Regions from separate parts of the Danio rerio genome. Here region 2 is linked to region 1. Evidence: chromatin contacts called from public Hi-C data. All regions are on one chromosome and are shown on one strand. Each heading gives the region's core, a stretch centred on a gene start, on an enhancer-like site or on the middle of the called end of the contact. The rest is flanking DNA. Distances are from core to core; before and after follow the strand shown. Region 1 overlaps rbms3 (RNA binding motif, single stranded interacting protein). Region 2 holds the start of hint3 (histidine triad nucleotide binding protein 3).

Region 1 (5,911 bases), core at 2,044-4,543:
TATTTTGTGCTTTATTTTTGCAAAAAATATTAAACTGCATTTTCATTTTAAATGTCACTTCCATCGTATGTTTCAAAAGCAATCCAACAATGCAAAATATTAACTTTATCTATAGTTTTTGAATATTTGTTTATTATTATTGCCAAAATGCATTCATCTTATAAAACATATCAAAACACTGAAAATGAAGTGGAAAAATAAAGCATGGTTATTATCAGTGGGACATGAATAACAGTGTTGCATTCGCCCCCATAGGATCTCTTTCCATTTTAACCTGAATTATTTTTAAACTGAAAAACTCGGAGGGCCCTATCAAACACCCAGCGCAATAAAGCTCACAATGTGTTTAACCTTAACGCGATGTATTACTATTTTCAGACCAGCACAACCCTAATTTTCACGTTTTCCACCACGTTGTTTAAATAGCAAATTAATTTGCGCCACTTTGTGGACTCATGGGTGTGCAGGTCTAGAAAAGAGGTGTGTTAAGGCGCATTGTTGCCTTGTTGCTGTTTTGAGGAACTAAAATAGACTGTGCAATAGACCAGCTAAAATCAGGTCAAAAGTCCAGCACAGAGTACATTAGTTGTGCACCTTAAATGCTTACACATTGCTTAATACACACAGGATGTACTGCAATACACAAATATGTTTACAAATGAAAAATAATTAAAGGATTAAAATATTACAAAAATGATTACTTTATACATAAATATAAAAACCACTGCCTGCGTGCCTTCATCATCTTGGAAAGCTTTTTTCAGTTTATTTAACTTGTTTTTGTATAATGTTGTTAATATTATTAGCAGTATTATTTATTCTGAATATTTATATTTGTTATATTAAAAACAAGCTTAGATTTGTCCACCTGTTGGGCTTTAGACCAGATGGGGCATAGCATCTTTAATTGGATATAACTCAGTTTTTTGACCACACTTTATTATTATTGTTCATTTATTTGTTTGCTGGAAATTAAAACTGATTTTAGAAATTGAATTAAATCTTTGTGCTTAACAAACAGAATTAAAAATGTAGACTAATGGATGTCTTTAGTGAAGTGCATACAACTCCGTTTCCTTATCCACGAAAGAGAGAAAGAGAAAGTAAAGAGGCCGAATAGAGGAGGTTCATTCTTTATCTTCGCACTGCAGATGGTCTGTTTAACTAGTGAAGCATTCAGTATTTCCACTTACAAAGTCCACCATGTAAATGGCAAATGTGCCATGGCGTTACCAACTGACTCTTAACGGAAATTGGAGATAAGACTCTGATTGATTTGATACACCTTATGCTCAAAACACACCCATTACTCATTAAGAGAATAAGCACAACCCTGTTAGACCAGGTGCTCAGGCACAAAACATATTTTTCCGTCCTTAAAATAGCAGAAATGGATTCGGACACTCTTGCATGCTTTTGCATTATGTGCTTTGGACTTTGCGCGTAGACTGTTAAAATAGAGCCCAGAGATTTCAAACTCAAGGATGTGTTATTGCACTAAATACCTGTAGGTTGAACATTAGTGTGACACATAAAAAAAGAAACACAACTTGTAATAAGGAAAAAAGAGCCACTGCAATAATTAACTTTTTGCACTTAAAAACAGAAGTTAGGAGCTAGCTGTGGGACACGGCCTGAACCTCATGACATTTGGCAGCTCCATTAAATGTTGCATCCTAAATGTGCTGTTATAACCTGGAAATCAAATGTTGTCAGGGCTTCGAGAAAATCAATTTGGTACTTTCGACCCACGTTACTTTCGTCCCCGCTCTCCCCTAACCGGACGTTCCATACAATTCTGGATAACAGATTATCTGTTCATATGGTTCACATCAACAGTTACAAATTGACTTTTTATTTCACAATTCGGAGGAAAAACAATAGATTAGCAAGATACAAAATCAAATCTGGGTGAGCTTACATTGGAAAAAAATAGAATTGTGAGAAAACCCAAAAGTTTGTGTTTATTAGGGCGTATTCAATTAATATCTCACAATTATTTTCTCTTAATAGGCTTTTAGTTTATACGCACAAAATACAGAAAATATTATTTCCATTAAAATAGCCATTTTCTGTTTTGGTATTTTTTTAAATGTAGTGATATCATAGCTAAAATGTAAGCATCATACTTCAGTTTTCACATAATTACCATTTCATTATCCTAAAATCATCATTTTATTATTATGATTCCATAATTACATTATTATTATTATTATTATTAGTAGTAGTAGTAGTAGTAGTAGTAGTAGTAGTAGTAGTATCAATGATAAAAATCAATGATTAAGGATTTTCTAGGATTCTATGCCGAGCATAAATTCCAAAAAATAAAACAGCATTTATTTAAAATGTAAATGTTATGTACTATTATTAATCTACTTTTCTGTCCCTTTTGATGCACTCTTGCTGAATATCCCAAATAATTATTTCCCAAAACTAAAGAAAATTCAATTTTAAGGAGTAAATAAAATAAAAAAAATCCTTACAACATATTGAAAGTGCAATACATTTCATAAAACTGAAAACTTCAGATGTGTTTTTTCATTCATTCATTTTCTTGTTGGCTTAGTCCCTTTATTAATCCAGGGTCGCCACTGCGTAATGAACCGCCAACTTATCCAGTACATTTTTACACAGCGGATGCCCTTCCAGCCGCAACCCATTACTAGGAAACATTCTCATACACTCATTCACATACACACTACGGACAATTTAGCTTACCCAATTCACCTGTACCGCATATCTTTGAACTGTGGGGGCAACCGGAGGAAACCCACACGAACGCAGGAAGAACATGCAAACTCCACACAGAAACGCCAACTGAGCCGAGGCTCGAACCAGCGACCTTCTTGCTGTGAGGCGACAGCACTACCTACTGCGCCACTGCATCGCCCTACTTCAGATATGTGTATCTGCTAAAAGTGCTCTACAGTCAGGACGGATGAATTAAACGCTTTCTCATCATCCTCCGCCAAAGCATCTGAGAAGCGCTGAACTTTCTGACAAACTGTTTGACGGAGGGTCTCCTCGGAATGATTAATCCTAATCAGGCTGGCATGTGAGAACGAGCGTGTGCGTCCAACTCTGGCCTAATTCTGCCCAAGCTCTCATGTGATCCGTCAGATGATCGCAGTCGTTCTCCCTCTCCCTCTTTCTCTCTTTTGCCTGTTCTTCACATGTGTTTGCACTCTCGTCCCGGCGTGCCTGAAACGTAAACAGACCCGCAGTGTGGAGCAGCTCTGCCGTTAAGTGAGCAATGCATCATCTCTGCAGAAGTATGCATGACTCGCATTTGGATCGCATTATTTCACTTGTTGAAGTGGAACAGCTCACGTCTGGCCCTCATAATAGAGTCCAGCTGCGGCTGTACGGGCCAATAAGAAACAAGCAGAGCGCTTTTTGTGGAGAGCATGGCTGTCTGATCAGCTTGTTGACTCTAATAAAGTTGTCCCGATGCATTGGTGAAAGGCCGTTCATCTCTCCTCTCATTCTGCCAGTGGCTAGTGACTTGAGAAAAATTACTGGCCATAATTGTTTTTTTTATCATTTGTGGCTCTGTTTGTGCATCATTTCTTTTAAAAATAGAGTGAATCATTTAAAAAGAAAGTCTAATTGCAAGCATTATAAGCAGTGTTGCTTTCAACATTGCTTTCAACTTTAATTAGTTTGTTTATATGGCATGTGTAGCGTCAGAAAGTTCTCAGAAGGTAACATTGTTCCAACTTTTTAAAAAGGTAAATGAAGATGTATGTTATACAATGTGTCTCTAAATGCAAAGCTCCTATATTTAAAAAAAGAAAAGTACCCTTCAAGTTCTGAAAGAGGTCAAGCCTCAGACAGGTATGAAAGTGTAACTCAAAAGTAACATAACACGTTACTTTCCTTAAAAAGTAACGCAACTAGTTTTTTTTAGGGGAGTAACTGAATATTGTAATGCATTACTTTCAAAAGTAACTTTTCCCAACACTGATTATAAGTGCCATTATTTTTTTTTGACTACATTATAACTGGCCATAAATATTTTTTATTACCTTTTGTAAAACTGTATGTGCATCATTTCTGAAAATAGAATAGACCGAAAAAATAAAAATAGACAGAAGAAGCATTATAATTATTATGTATTGTTGATTATTATTTTTATTGATGTTTTTAATCATACAATAACAGTGAGTAACAGTTCAAAATGACCACTTCACCACGTAGTGATGCCACGGAAGGACTACAGAATTCATAAAGTGTTTTTAGGTGTAGCGGCAGTTTGCGACAATGGTGCCAATGACACAAAGAGATGGAATGTGAGCAGAAATATAGAAATACCCTGCTACTTGTAAATGAAGAAGAAATAACGAAACAATGCATTATATTTCCTTCATCATTAAATATATATATATTTCCTTAATAATTAAAAACTTGTTAACAAGCTTTATTATCAATGTCAACTTAAGTGCAATGAGGATTCATTTTGGAAATTAAAACTAAAATAAAATTAGAGACAACTAAAATAAAAGTACAAACATACTGTAAATTAATAAATTAATTCATAAAGTGTGTTTGTTATTTTAAAGTGAAAGAACTAAAACAGCCAATAAATAAGCTTTTTCATTTACATTTTCTTTGTTGATTATATTTAACTTTTTCATTTTAATTATTTGTTATAATATAATAAATTAATATTTAAATAGGCCTAAATAATTATTTATTTGTAGAAAATATCAGAGAAACACAGAGAAGCAGTCTGGTGCATGCTCTAAAAGGGCATGAATATTGGTTTTGATATTGAGATATTGTTACCGTATTTAATAGCAGTATTAAATACGTTATTTATATAATTACTATTACAATTATTTTACATTGCAACTGTAAAAGTACAAAAGTTTTTTTTTTAACCTTTAGCCTTTAATTTGGTTGGCAATTTTCTTTTTAATTGCTACTCTTTTTAAAAAATTTAACAAAACACTTAAACTTGCTTGGTTGCATGTTAAAGCAAACTCACAGCTTTGCAGGAATAGGGAGTTTGTGTGGGTCATTTACTGAAACATTGAACACACTTAAGCGGGGGCACGGTGACTCAGTGGTTAGCACTCTCGCCTCACAGCAATAAGGTCGCTGGTTTGAGTCCCGGTTGAGTCAGTTGGCATTTCTGTGTGGAGTTTGCATGTTCTCCCTGTGATCACATGGGTTTCCTCCAGGTAATCCGGTTTCCCCCACAGTCCAGACATGCGGTATAGGTCAACTGAATAAACTAAATTGGCCATAGTATATGAGTGTGTAATAGAGAGAGTATGAGTGTTTCCCAGTACTAAGTTGCGACTGGAAGGGCTTCCTCTAAATAAAACATATGTAGGAATAGTTGGCGGTTCATTCCGCTGTGGCGACCTCTGATAAATCAGAGACCAAGCCGAAGGAAAATGAATGAATGAATGAAAAAACTTATTATAATCTGTTTTCATGAAAAAGTCACAGTTCTCATCTCATATTACTTAGATATTTAAATAATTAAATATTTGAGAATCACAGTCAGTCATATTGCATTCTCGACTGTTGTTAGAATTAACAGCCAGCTGGTTTCATACACTCTCCAACACAGATTTTTACTCGTATTTGATCAATTGGTGAGTGTTTATTTAAGGCCCTGCCAGTAACCGTGTGTTTGCCCATGTGTGTCTCCTCTTATAGGGTGCTGTTATAACGCCAACCATGGACCACACCATCTCCATGCAGCCTGCGAACATGATGGGACCCCTCACCCAGCAGATGAACCACCTGTCTCTGGGCACCACTGGCACTGTGAGTGTGTGTTCAAGTCTGTTCACCTACTATCCAAACGCTAATTAAAAGTTTGCAAACTGATGTTGGAAAAGAAAGTAAAGCTCTGCCCAGGGGTGAGAATAAAGTACCTGGGAAATAAAATATG
Region 2 (5,911 bases), core at 1,726-4,225, 370 kb before region 1:
AAACAATACATTATTCATTTAAAAATAACTTTAAAAAGCATAAATAAATAAAACATTTTATAATATGTTTACTTAATTCATCTTTTAAAACACTGATTAATCAAACAATAAATAGAGTATTAATAAAAAATTTAAAACGCATTTAAATGCACAATATAAATAGCTTTTTAAAAAGGCATTTGACAAATGCTGTTCTCTCTCTATTTACCACTTGCATTTCTTTTCCTTTTGCTACATTAATTTTTCGAGTAAAAAAAAAATGAAGAAAAAAATGTCATTAGACAGCAACCAATCAACTTTATTAAAATTGTGATTTATTTATATACATTTTTTATCCATCAATTATTAAATTGATAATTTGATTCTTCATTTTATTTCTAACCGGCACTCCTGTTCGGAATTACAATTACAATATTTATATTACATACAAATTTTAATTTACAAATTAATTTATACATAAACTATGTAACCATTTGCATATTATTTAATAATATAACTGAAATAAATATATAAAGCTAAATAAATATATATTTACATACATTTACAAAAGTAAATAAACATATGAAACATGAAATATGTGGAAATCTGCATATTTCTGCGGGCACAGATTCCATGTGGGTCTAATTATTAGTTTTAGTGGATGTAATTCATTGTGCTTTTAAAGAATATAGTGGATTGTATTGTAGGATATTTTTCATTTAAATGCTTACCGTAACGAACCAATACGAGTTTAACCTGTAGATCAAACGTGACATGAAGCCCATCTGACTGACGGGTGCGAGAACATGAAGATGTAGATGTGTGACGGAGCAGAATGGAGGCCAATGGAAGCCAAACCTAGAAAATACAACAGATCCGTAAAACAAATTATTTACAAGCTACATAAATATGAACTTGATTGTAGTCTAAGTACCAGATGTGTTCCATTACCTAACATCACTTAAATCAGTCACATTGTTCTTCTCAAGTATCTCTTTCCCCGTTTCCAGCATCTTTTCCACTGAAAACCGCAAACATATAGGTGTTATTTATTTCTAAGATGTTATGCATATTTAAGCTGGCAATTGTGACAGTACATGTTAAAAGTCACTCATTACTTCAGATTGTTACTGTGGTAAGGCTCCAGAGTAGCTACTGTCAAAATGTCTAAACATTTACAGCAGTCTTTAATCACTCACAGTGTGTTTACCTAACGGTACGTGCTCTTTGCTGAGAGATTTGCAATTGCCAACATGTTTACTTGGCACAACCAGATAGTGATGAGGAGCTCCAGGGTGGATATCTTGGAAACAGGACACAGTCTCATCCTGGGGGAAGAAAAAAAAAATAGAACTTTAATATTAAAGTATTTAAGTATAGGACAATCATAAAAATAATAGAAGTTTTACTTCTATTAATAATTATCTGTTTCTATTAATGGTTGTACTTTTTAATATTTTGACAGCATTTTTGCAACATATGATGTTTTAAATGCGCTTAGAAATTTGACTTAATGTTTTTATTGTAAAACATAAGAAAAAAAGCCAATAAAATATATGTATTTTTTTTTTTTTTACTTTAGAGCCTTTACATTGTGCTTTAATTATACATTTTTATTTTTGTTATTAGTTATATAACATTTGATAGCCATATCGACTTCACTGGCTATTTCATGGCAAAACCAGATACATTTTACAACATTTTTAAAATTTCATTGTTCTAAAATAATAAAAAGTCATAACAATAAAAAATATATTAACAGCAATAAATAATACATGAGTTAAAATATATGAATAATTATAATAATATATAAGATCTAAAAATATAAAAATGGTAAATTTGGAATTCAATCAGATTTACATTTTAAAATATTTCATTTAAAGTCTTTTGATAAACGTTAAATATACAGTAGGTAATACTAGGTATAAAAAAATATAAAGTGAAATAATACCAACTGTAACATTAACAGGGCATAAAAAGTCATACTTTATTTGAATAGATTTTTCTTAGATTCATAGTGTGCTTCATTTATACATTTATAAATTAATTTCATATTGAATTATTATTTAATAACTTACAATTAATCTAATAAACATGAGTTATTGTTACTTTGGTTAAACTTAGAAATTAAAATACAAATAGGTGATGAATATAATATAATTAATTATAAAAAGAGATGGAAATACGTTTATGTTTTGTTTTGTTTTTGTTCAAAAGTATTTTTATTGAACATGTTAGATATGAAACATGCAGTACAAATAGCTTTTCTTTTTCTTTTTTTTACACAACAAACAAAACCCTAAATATGCACAAATATACATTTAGGTTCTATAAAAATATAAAAAATTATTAATATAAAATACAAATAACTAATAATATTAAATAAAAATATTTTACTCTTATAAAATAAGAAAGAAAAGGAAAGGGAAAAGAAAATAATAAAAAAAATAACACGCAAAGGTTCTACTCTTCTAAAATAACCGAGGGGTCCATCTTCTTAATGTGATCTAAAACAGGCTGCCTTACATTTATGTTTAATAGAACATAAACTGTTTAGCAGTTAACAAATTGGGTATACAAACACTAACAAATAGATACAATTAGATAACATAATCTATTCATATTTAATACTGCATTATTCTTAAAATACAATATCCTTAATTACTATTTCTAATTAAAAAAAATACGAGGACATAATGTAGAATATAAACAAATCGGTGTGTTGTGTCCCACCCCTCAAATACAAGGATCTTTAGCCTAATTCTCGTATCGTACCACATCGTCTCGCATCTTAGTTAATAAAAACGAAAGTGACAGCACACTTACGCTGTGTAGAAGCTCTGTTCCCATCTCACCCTTTAAGATTTTACAGAAAATACATTTTTTGTCATATTCTTCATCAGAATGACTTGCTATACAGCTCTCAGGTGTCGGTGTGTTTGCGGCGTCTGCCATCTTCAAAACGTGACGTCAGCGATAATTACATCATCACGAACAAGCGCTTCATGACTTTTCAACATACAAGTCCTTTGTGTCTGAAGATTCGAAGGCACAAATCTTTAAATATAAACTAAAAACCCTCTTTAAAATATACACATCTGCACATTTCAATGTATACATCTCCAAAAATATTAATTAAACAAAATAATAGTTTTCAAAATAAAACGACAGGATTTTAAGCAGTGATGAAATTAATTAATGATCGCAGTACTCTTAATTAATTTGTGAATATTTTATAGCCAAGAAACGAATTTAGTATAAGATAAAATATTTTATCTTTTTATGATAAGGCCTAGTTTATTATTATGACATGCAGCTAACCAAAAATATAATAATAATAATAATAATAATAATAATAATAATAATAATAATGAACCAAACATTTTATACTAAATATTGTTCCAAAGCAGTTTAGAGAATATTTTCTAAAACAAACAACGGGGTATAGGCACACAGACTATTAATTTCAGTCATCCCATACAAAATCGATCTGATTTCTTTAAAAATCAGCGATCTTCACTGCCTGGCTGAGATATGATATAAAGTGGGTATCATACCAAACAATAGGCACTGCAATAAATTGTATTATTCCGCATTATTTCTTTAAGATGTGGAAATTCATTTTTTAATGTAATTTCTGTGCTAGCCTGATGGCGCTTGTCTTTAAATGTTGTGTCTTTTGACGCTTAAACAACCAAAATGGATGCTTAAGTTTATTTAACTGATTATATTTGAACTAAATTACACCATCGATGCTGTAAAAAGGAATCTTATGAAACTGAAAATAGTCACATAAAGCTTTCACCGGAAATTCATCATTGGCTGAAAAACACTAGCTGTGCATATAGCCCATTGGGGAGGAGGATCTTTAACTAATGCCCAAATGTTTTCTTCAGACAGTAAGAAATAAAAATGATAAACAATAATAACAAAAGAAAGAGCAAGAGTGATTTTGAGTATTACATTGCCATTAAAAAAGGAAAAGTCAGAAAAAAAGGAAAATTAAAGTCAGATAAAGCTTTTTTCAATAAGAGATATTGCTTCATTTCTTTTATGAAAAAATACAGAGATGTTTGGAAGATGAAATTTTGAATATGTGAAAATAACACCAACATTTAATTAGTCACACTTTTTTCTCTGTCTTGTTTTGCTGTTGAATCGATGGCAATCAACAAAGTACTACATTGTTCCAAAGCAAATCCCATTAATCTAATGAAATCAAAAATATCTTGTCTTTTTGAAATGAAATGAATTTTGACTCCAAAAGAGATGAACAACAGAATTACCAAAGAAAAAAAACAAATGGAGAAATTATTAGCATTATGTAATTCCTTGCAAGATTTTATGAGGAACTTATGAACTGTTTTACATAAAATTGAATAGGAGAAAGACATGGCATTATAATCAAGGTGAAGGAATAAAATCAACCAGCAAAATTATAGCCACAACACCAGCACCACAATAATTCCTTAAATTATATATGCAATTTAGCACATATATTTTTAAAATAGCATTTAAATTTTCCCAAGAATACGCTGTGGCGCAGGAGGTATGTTGTCGCCTCACAGAAGAAGGTCGCTGGTTCGAGCACTCGACTGGGTCATTTGGCGTTTCTGTGTGGAGTTTGCATGTTCTCCCCGCGTTCGCGTGGGTTTCCTCCGGGTGCTCCGGTTTCCCCCACAGTCCAAAGACATGCGGTACAGGTGAGTCGGGTAGGCTGAATTGTCCGTTGTGTTTGTGAGTGAATGAGTGTGAATGGGTGTTCCCAGGGATGGGTTGGGGCTGGAAGGGCATCCGCTGCGTAAAACATATGCTGGATAGGTTGGCAGTTCAAAATAAAGAGACTACGCCGAAAAGAAAATTAATGAATAAACTATAATTAACTAATAACTAACTACTAATAAGTTTATCAGTTAAGTTCTAATATATATATAAACGTAGTTATCCTGCAGTTGTATAGTATATAGGTGATGTCTATGTGTAGATGTTCAATGAAGTGTATATGTATTAAGTGTATGAGTTGTCATCAAAGTCCTCGAATAGCTGTCACCAAAAACCAATAAGTTTCAATCTGCATATCACGTGGCATAACTGAGGTTCTCAAAGAACCAATGAGGCTCTTTCTTGCATGTGATAAGGCGCATCTGATCTTCTGCAAGGACCAATGAAACTCCTACTTGTGTGTCACATGGTACAGCTGTGCTTCACAAAAAAAAACAAAAAAAACAATCAGACATACAAAAAAGAAGAAGAACACTCAGATAAATTCTTGTTTATCAATCTGCCGATCTGATCTTCTCCAAGAACCAATCAGCTTTATTTTTGTGTATCAAGTGCAGACCATTGATCTTCTCCAATAGCCAATCAGGTTTATTATTATGTAAAAAAAAAAAAAACGCAGATCACTGATCTTCTCCAATAGCCAATCAGCTTTGTTTTTGTGCTTCCAACCGCCGATTTGATCTTATCCAAGACCCAATCAGGTTTATTGTTGTATATTAAACCGCAGATTGGGGGTCCGTTCTTCGTACGTGGATTACTCAATTAACTGGATTTGGATATTGACGATTTGACACGATCCAGGATCGTTTCGTTCTTCAAAGCTGATCCGAGAGTTGTTGTCATAGCAACAGTTCTGCTAGGTCAAACCTGATCGGGAGCAGGTTCAATTCATATAAACAGGATAAGATCGGCTCAGTTCAAGCAAAGATAATACAGAAAGTATGTTCTGAATTCTGATATTTTCTTACAGTAGTAGTTATATACACTTGGGAAAATGGTACATATTTTTAACTATATATATAAAGTTATAGTCATTAATAAAATAAATAAAGTTATAGGCCTACATATTAATAAAACTTATGCAATCTGCACCCTCGAAATGAAAGTACAAAGACTGCCACCTGGTGGTGCAAAGAGAAAACTTATTGAT

What was found. Hi-C and Micro-C count contacts between places; a contact is called where the count stands out from the background.
Region 2: a contact with region 1 is called in a Hi-C map of an unstated tissue, with 2.2 times the contacts expected there. The contact joins the promoter of hint3 here to the enhancer-like site in region 1. A contact is called at or near these places in 2 of 18 Hi-C or Micro-C datasets (caudal fin and an unstated tissue).

The regions. Positions count from the first base shown.
Region 1 is chr16:44,061,418-44,067,328 of GRCz12tu, reverse strand. rbms3 (RNA binding motif, single stranded interacting protein) reads left to right here. Exons shown (of 14, transcript NM_001431058.1): 11 at 5,674-5,784. Among named protein-coding and RNA genes, the nearest start is that of tgfbr2b, 83 kb to the right of the region's middle. Within about 2 kb of position 3,293, at least 13 of the 62 cell types and tissues checked have an H3K27ac peak or open chromatin away from gene starts, as enhancers often do. A contact at or near this core is called in caudal fin, where this site is marked.
Region 2 is chr16:44,431,770-44,437,680 of GRCz12tu, reverse strand. hint3 (histidine triad nucleotide binding protein 3) reads right to left here and starts at 2,975. Exons shown (of 5, transcript NM_001326468.1): 1 at 2,806-2,975; 2 at 1,190-1,307; 3 at 931-1,000; 4 at 711-837. The coding sequence starts at 2,934.